2 separate regions of the Mus musculus genome follow, and region 2 is linked to region 1. Evidence: chromatin contacts called from public Hi-C data. All regions are on one chromosome and are shown on one strand. The core of a region is the stretch at or near the end of the contact, and the rest is flanking DNA. Distances in the headings are between cores, read along the strand shown.

The links. A called contact is a pair of places that touch in the nucleus more often than the background predicts.
Region 2: a Hi-C map of liver shows a contact between it and region 1, with 4 times the contacts expected there. The contact joins two enhancer-like sites.

The regions. Positions count from the first base shown.
Region 1 is chr7:49,024,873-49,028,731 of GRCm38.p6, forward strand. It overlaps a transcript of Nav2 not described here. Among named protein-coding and RNA genes, the nearest start is that of Gm32849, 14 kb to the right of the region's middle. Within about 2 kb of position 1,314, at least 6 of the 459 cell types and tissues checked have an H3K27ac peak or open chromatin away from gene starts, as enhancers often do. A contact at or near this core is called in liver, where this site is marked.
Region 2 is chr7:49,422,190-49,426,132 of GRCm38.p6, forward strand. The region is part of intron 6 of Nav2 (neuron navigator 2); the gene reads left to right. Among named protein-coding and RNA genes, the nearest start is that of Gm51447, 14 kb to the right of the region's middle. Within about 2 kb of position 1,937, at least 10 of the 459 cell types and tissues checked have an H3K27ac peak or open chromatin away from gene starts, as enhancers often do. A contact at or near this core is called in liver, where this site is marked.

The DNA.
Region 1 (3,859 bases), core at 64-2,563:
GTGCCTAAGGCTGCAGATACATGAGTAAGGAAGCTGTGTCCTGATGGTTTGGGGTCATTGGCCCTAGGTGACACTGTGCTGGTATTTGAGTACCCCACCCCCTTCCTCATGGCCTTGTCTGTAAGCTGCCCTGCCTCCTCTGCAGTACTTGCCAATTTTGTTGACATACCACGTTTGGCAACCATTTGCAACTTGATTATTATCTTTGGAAGCCAGGCATCACAGGTGAGCCTCATCGAAAGCTCTCTGCAGAGAACCGCCGTGTACAATTAGTAAGTGGAGAAATGTGTCAGATACAGAGGAGTCTCCAATCTGGCTCTCCCTGGAGTGTGTGCAGGGCTTGTTTTCCTGTTGGAGGCACACGTCAGGACCACTGAGAAAGGAGGTCAGCCCAGCAATTGCTTGCTCTACCCTCTGCACTCTGGTTGGCAGAAGGAAGAGGCCACAGCAGGTGAAACTCCAGGCCCTTCTGCTCCATACAACAGGAAAGGGAAAGAATCAAACAGAAAATGCTGGAAAAACAGGGTGTAATTCCTTTAGAATGCAGGGATTCAGAGTCTGAACATTCATCAACTAGCTCTTAGCAATACTTTATGTTTATGCCTGTGCATATATGTGTGTATGTTGGTTTGTGTTCGTGTGGGTGTACATATGTATATGGGGTGTCATTTCTCAGGAGCCATCCACCTTGATTAGTTCTTGAAACAGGGTCTCCAGTTGGCCCAGAGCCCACTGAGTAGGCTAGTCTGGCTGGCCTTGGAGTCAAGTGATCTGTTTGTACCTCCCCAGCACTGGGATGGCAAGGACCCCAGAATGCCTCAGTTTTAAACATGGCTTCTGGGAATTGCAGTCTTCAAGCTTATACGGCAAACACTTACTGAGCTACCTCTCTAACTCCTCTTAGTGATATTTTGTGCCAAACGTAGCCATAGATAATATGGAACATGAGCTAAGGCTGTCTAGTAACTGAAAATATACAGTGATGTATAATAGTGATGCTTGCATTGGTTGCAATTTTCTTGAGAGCAGGGATTGATTCTGGCTCATTTCCGTGCTCTCCCAAGTTTGTACATGACTGCAGAGAAGGAACTCAATAAGTGCTTGCTAAACAGATGGATAGATCAATGGCTCATGAGTCTGATTTATAGGTGCGGGGAATCCCAAATAGTAAAACATGTCTGTAAAGTGCATTTGCCAGAGTCAGGCTGGTGACCTCAATTCATCCTGAGACTCCAGCCTCCAACAGTGGAGTCTTCACAACAATCCTGCCTCATTTTGTATTTGAGTTACTGGGTGATCTTGGCTCAGTTGCCTCTCGGACCACATTGGGCAAGATTTTCCATTTGTTGACAAGCTTGGTTTTGAAACTGATCACTCCAGTGCATTTCAAATGGAAAGGGCACCAGAGTTTGTGTATTCTAATAACTTCTGCCCAGAAATGAGTGACTTCTTCAGCCTGGAGGGTCAGCTAGGTGAGCAAGGCTCTGGGGAAGGAGTTGGCCGAGGGAGAGAAAGTCTGGGGACAAGAATAGACTCTAAGGCACAACAGAATGGCTGAAAAGTGTTTTTTAAAGCGTCTTGCTGGTGGGGGATGGGCATGTTTGTTTCTTTGGATAGCTTATCCGTGTCTGAAATTCTCTCTGTAGCCGGTGGTGGCCTCAAACTTGTAACACTCCTGCCTTGGGATCCTGAGTGCTGGGATTATGTTATCACACTTGAAGTGGCTGGGATACTTTCCCAATCTTTCCACTCATTTGTTCTGTAGACATTCATGGCCTGTGCTGAACACAGCAGGGTCCAGGGAATACAGAGACGGAGGAAACACAGCCTTACTCCGAGGAATTTGCCACCCAGAATATTATTGGGTAAGAGACTTGAGAATGTTCTGCGTTGTAAGGGGAAATGAATTGAGCTGCTACATTTTTGGACTGGAACTTTTTGCCTTTGACTTTGAGTTTTGACTTTGTTTTAAGTGGCAAGAACAGGAATTGGGTGTCTGGTCTGTACCAGGCTGTCTTGGTTAGCTCTTAGACTCATCTGTGGAAGTCAGGTCTTAGGAGAGGAGCTCAAAGATGGAGTGTTGCTGGCAACATCTGCTTAGCTCCAGACTTTATCTTCCTGTTGTCTCCAGTATGGGAGCAGACAGTTAGGAGTAAGCTGAGCCTGCCTAGCCAGGCTCTGCACACCCTCCACCCCCGAGTCATCCATGAGTCTGCAGAGACAGGTGGGGCCAGAGACAATGTTTGACTTCCTTCTTGCCTATGATGGACCATTTGTGGTCTACAAATAGCTGGGTGTTTCTCTAGAGTCTGAGGCTTGAGCTGACAGTGACTGGATAGTACCATTCTAATTGTGACCTGGTACACCCTCCCCCAAAGATGCCATATTGATAAGGGGCTTCTAAAGCCATGGAAAGTCCATTCTTTTGGGGGGTATGGCCTGAAAAGGAGTCACATCCCACAATGTAATAGACTAATGTTCGTAGGATCTCAGCTATTCATTCTGAGATGCTTTGGTGGCAAATTAGACATGCAGAATCTTGGGCTCTGATCTTATTCAATTTTTAATTAATTTTCATGTAATAAGCTGTAAGCACATTAATATCAATGAGCTACTTCCTGCAGTGTGGCTAGCATATGGCTTTCAGGAGCCAGGGGTATTGTTTTTCCCTTTATTTGGGTTGAATAAAGATTACCGATCCTCTAAGTATTATTTTCTGACTTTGGGAGTGGGGTTAGAAGAGAGTAATTACATTTCCCCAGCACACTTGGGTTGAAATGTCACAGGCATTTATTTGGGAGCAACAAGAAGACTCATCTTCTGGCATGCAGGACTCACCCAAGGCTGAGCTGGCAGAAGGTAAAACTTACTTCCAGTTCTAAGAAGTGGACAAATGCAGAATCTCTAACCAAATGAGCCACAGACTCTGGAACGTGGTTAGTTCAATATTGTTACGAGAAGGTCTGAAGGAGGATTCCAAAATGAAGATATTTAAAGTATTTGTATGGCATGCTATGCCTAGATACCAAGATCCTGTCTGGTGGCATCCTTTCTTGAGGCAGATGTGCTATCGCCACTTGAGCATCTCTGGTGCACAGATAAGATGTACCCCCATATCTGGGAGGCAGCCATCTAGGATGAAGCGTTGAGCACAAGAACAGCGGCAAGTCTCAAGGAGAACTACAAATCCACATCAGACTCATCAACAGTGACATCATTCACAGCAGAGTTACAAAAGGGATACTTTTAAGCTAGGTCTTTACTGGTAAATGGAATTTAGATATAAGGGAAATGGCAGCCATTCCTGAAGAAAGAAAAAAATGCAGACAGGCTCACCAAATCCAAGGGAAGTCACCAGCATGCTTTTCTTTCCTCCAGCCAGATGGGTGTCTTATTGCCTGTCACCTCCGTGCCTTCCATCCAGGTGTCCTATGACAATCAGCCAGCATGCCTGACAGTAGAGTCTTCATGGCACCCAGGCCACCTAGGGTCAGGTCTTGTGTGCATCCTATATATCGTGGCTCCGCTATGTCCCAGAGTCACTGAAAATCGTGTCTCAGCAGTGGAGAGTTGAGGTGCAACTAGCATGAAGTGCTGAAAATGGCAGCAGGGGTGAGTCTGGATAATGGAAGTTTACGCAGGAAATCTCTTTGGTTCGACCTCTCTGGGTTATTCTTCAAGCTTGATGGATATGGCATAAGATCCCTATCAAATCCCCCTTCGATGGCTGGGAATATTAAGGCACTCCAGACCTGTAAGCCTGAACCTCAGTCCCTAAGACAGTCAAGTTCATGAAGTCTTTGGAAAATTACCACCCTAAGCCCTGGGTGAGACTGGTTTCTTGTCTTTGGGCTTTTTG
Region 2 (3,943 bases), core at 687-3,186, 400 kb after region 1:
CATTACAGTGACTATCAATGGCCTGGTATAGTAAGAACTCCTTTGGGTTTGAGACTAAAACCGGCGGCCTCACTTTATCCTCTACGCGTGAGATCACTGAAGAACTGTAACTTACGCGACATGCTCAGCTGTCCTTGCGACTGGGCCTTGTTCACGTGAGACCTGTTCTCCTTCCTGGTGGGCCTCCTCCTCTGGGCTTTGTCAGCTGTGTCATCTCTTTGCTCTGTTCTTCTGGTCGGGAGATGGGGTTTGACGACTAGCATTCCGTCATGTCCGTGTTATACTGGGTCCATTGATTGAGAGTGTCTGTAAGCGTGTCACTTCGTGGTTGGTGACAGTCAGAGTCAGTGATTAGAAGACAGGACTGTAAGATAATCACCTGCGTTGGGCTGTACACCAGGATTCTGACATGACGTTATGAGTCTAGTAGATGGAAGGAACCTGGCACTCTAAGTCCTGTAGAGGAGAATATTGTGGTACCTCTCTTTCTTTCATTTGCTCCTGTAGAGACTGGGATGGGACTAGCATCAGGCTGGTTGTGGGAACTAAGGGGCTAAGATGCTGCTTTGCAGAGGCACATGGAGTGTAGTTCCACATGTGTGCCATAGCAGAGGTGCTTGAGTCCTGAGCACAAAGGAGTAAGAACCCATTCAGCTTTGGGGAGGAGTCCGAAGCTATTCCAACTGCTTTCCCTTAATACTAGGACGGTAGCCCAGGAAGGAGTGTGTTGCTCTAAAAAAAAAACTTCTAGTGTTGATCTGGGTGTCAATCTAAGAACAGATCTGCTGGGTTCACTTTTGCAGGCTCTGTAGTGGATCTGCCCAAGGTTGCCATAGTGATGGTTAAGCCTTGTTGGTCATTCTGGAACTGTGACCCTGGACAGAGAGAGCAGAGGATGACTGTCATTTCTGGGAAGCAGCTGCAAAAATATCGTGATCTCTGGGCTGCAATCCATTATGGTTGTGGGGTGGGGTCGGGCTGGACCAGGGGCCACTGTAGCATCTCAACTATGCTCCAGAAGGTTGTCTAGAGACAGAGCTCTGTGTGCAGATGGACCAGGCTAATCTATCAGGCTGGGTTAAACTACCACACTCAAAGTCCTCACAAGGCCCTGGAAGAGGAAAAGACCTGGCCAGCTACAAAGCCAAACTCATCCCCGGGGCTGGACTACGAATGTCTGTGGAAGACTCTGGCCTCCAGTTAAAGACAAGGCAAATACTCGGAAGAGAGATGACTACACTTGAATTCTAGCCTTGACACTTTCCAGAAGTGTGACTCTGGTTACGTGCTGCCTATAGGTAACACCTTCCGGACTTTACATGAATCCACATTCACATGTGTACATACCAACACAGAAGCCCATATACACATAGTTAAAATAATAAACTAAACTAAAAAAAAAGAGATGGGCTTCATTGTAAGGTAGGGCTCTGTGTGTGTGTGTGTGTTGTGTGTATGTGTGTGTGTATGGATCAGTGCAAATTCTTTTTTTAAAAAGCTTTATTTTTATGTTGTGTGTATGGTTATTCAGCCTGCACGTGTTCCTGTATATCACATTTGTGCAGTACCTAAGGAAGCCAGGAAAGGGAATTAGATCACCTAGGACTGGAATTAAAGGTGGTTGTGAGCTACCTTGTGGATACTGGGAATAGAGCCTGGGTTTTCTAGAAGAGCAGTCAGTGCTCTTACCTGCTAAGCTACCTCTCCAGCCCCAATGTACTAGCATCCAGCTACCCCACTGTTTTTTCCTGTACTGTGTCTACCTCTTTCTGGTCCCTTCTTCCGAGTTACCTATCATACTATCTCCCATTACCCTCTCTTCCCTTTCTTCCCCTCCATAGTCTCCTTTCTACTTTTCTGTCTCTCTCACACACACATACACCTAGATTACTGTGAAAGAGAGCTTGTTTCTCAAGGTCTGATGATGGACTATCAGTCGGTCAGCTTTCAAGGTGGCTATGCAAATATAGACCCTGGACTTCATACACTTTGCCCTTTCGATTCTGGCTTCTGAGTTTATATTTGAGATTCCTATAATCCTCAAGCTGTAAAGGTGGAAAACCCTTACTCTTCTTAGCCTTGTGTTCTTAGATGCACGTCACGAGAAACACCATTTTCTAATTGCCCTGTAACTCTCAGCGAGAATTTGATGACTTACTGTTACAGGGGTGACTATAGGTAGTGAGACCCATCCCCCCCCCTGTTCCATACCCCCCAAGTCAAGCCCAGCATGCAGCAGGAGCTCAAAAATGGGGAGCCATGAAAATTTTATATCCATTTTATCACAGCTATATTTAAATTTATTCTCAGAGCCAGCACTTGATAACTGGGTTCACTGACAGCCAGGGACTTCAAAGCCAACTTTGGTTTTGTGTTTTTTTACCTTGCCAGTCTTCAAGTCATTGTTGTATTTTATTTTAAAATGTTCTCATTCTTTCTTGTGCCAGCTGAGCTCATAGAAAACAAGGAGCTGGGGTTTGACCCCTTACTTGGGCTGCAGGTACGCAAGGTGGTGTCTATGGTAGCAGAAGGCCAGGAGTGCTTTGAGGGTTTCAGCTTTCCCTAGTCAGTTCTTTGTGCTCGTGGCTCTTAAAGAGTTTGGAGTCTCTTTCTGCCCAGGAGAGCAGACACCAGGGAGAACTATGAAAGCCTCACACTCCAGCTTTTGTCCTTAACACTAGGATTAAACAAAAGCCAACCATCAAGGGGAACAAAATTATGTCTGGTGTGTTTTCTCTGGCTGTCTTTGGGGGCCATTTTCTTATCTGCTGCAGAATTCGGGAAAGCCCTGGGGAGAGGGGGCAGGAAAGCCCTTGGGTGTGTGTAAGGCTATGAATGGTGGCGCTTGGGCTCACCCTTTCTCATGGAAACAAGACGGTTGTGTGGCCAGGTTTGCCTTTTCTGCAATATGGACGTGCTACCAAATCAGCACACCAGCTTACGGTTTCGCTGAACGCTGTCCTTGCTTTGGGGAGCAGGAAGAATGAGAAGGAGGAAAGGAAACTGAGTCGGATGAGAAGACAAAATGCGAATTTGGTTTAGTCTGTGTTGGGGTGTGAGATGAGTGCCTGTTGTGCGTGTGATCTGCAGGTCATCAGTCCAGTGCTTCTCCTGCCCCTGTTTGTCAGGCAGAGAGCATCCCATGTACATGAGTTCTATTTCATTTTAAGCTTCATTAGCAGGGGAATACACTTAGGCATCTGGGTGCTCTCTTAGTCAGGGTTACCGCAGTTTGATCTGCAAGGCTAGGTTCATTCCATTTTAATATTCTTTAAAAACATTTTTTTCCTCCTAACTTGTGTATTTGACAGTATTCATCTACATTTAAAGATAAATTTATTTTGGAGTAAATGAAATGAACTCCTCTGTGGACATGGAAGGCCTGTCTTCACGTTGCAAGAGGGGAGAGGGGCAACTGAGCTGTGAACCTCTAGTCCAGCCACAGCTGGTACTTGGTGATGGGCATCTCATGAAGGCACTTGAGCCCTTCTCTGCAGAAGACAGACTCTCTAGGGCTGAAACCAACCTATCAGATAAGATGTTCTTTAGAACACCAGCCTGGTGTGGGAGGGATACAGCCTCTAGATGCAGTACGTGAAGGGTCGCAGCAAGAATATCCGTTTTAAGGTATTGGCGAAGGTAGCCTCAATTGTTGGTAAGCCTGTCTGTGACTGTTGTGCCTGTGTGAGTGGCCATGCTGAAGGATGTTGTGCACCGGGATCCCGAGGAGCTCCTGCTGGGTTTCAGCAGTGCCTATGCCTGTTTCTGTAGCTTAGAGGCTCTTTGAGCTTTGCGGATGATAACGCAGGCTCAAGCATCAGCGTCCGTAGCCTGCCTAATTCTTTGTAAGGTGATGCAGGTCCCTCTGTGTCCTGAGCCTGTTGCCTTGACTGTGATGGGAGAATCATAGTATTTTCCAGAAATGACAACTGGGTTGCAAGGC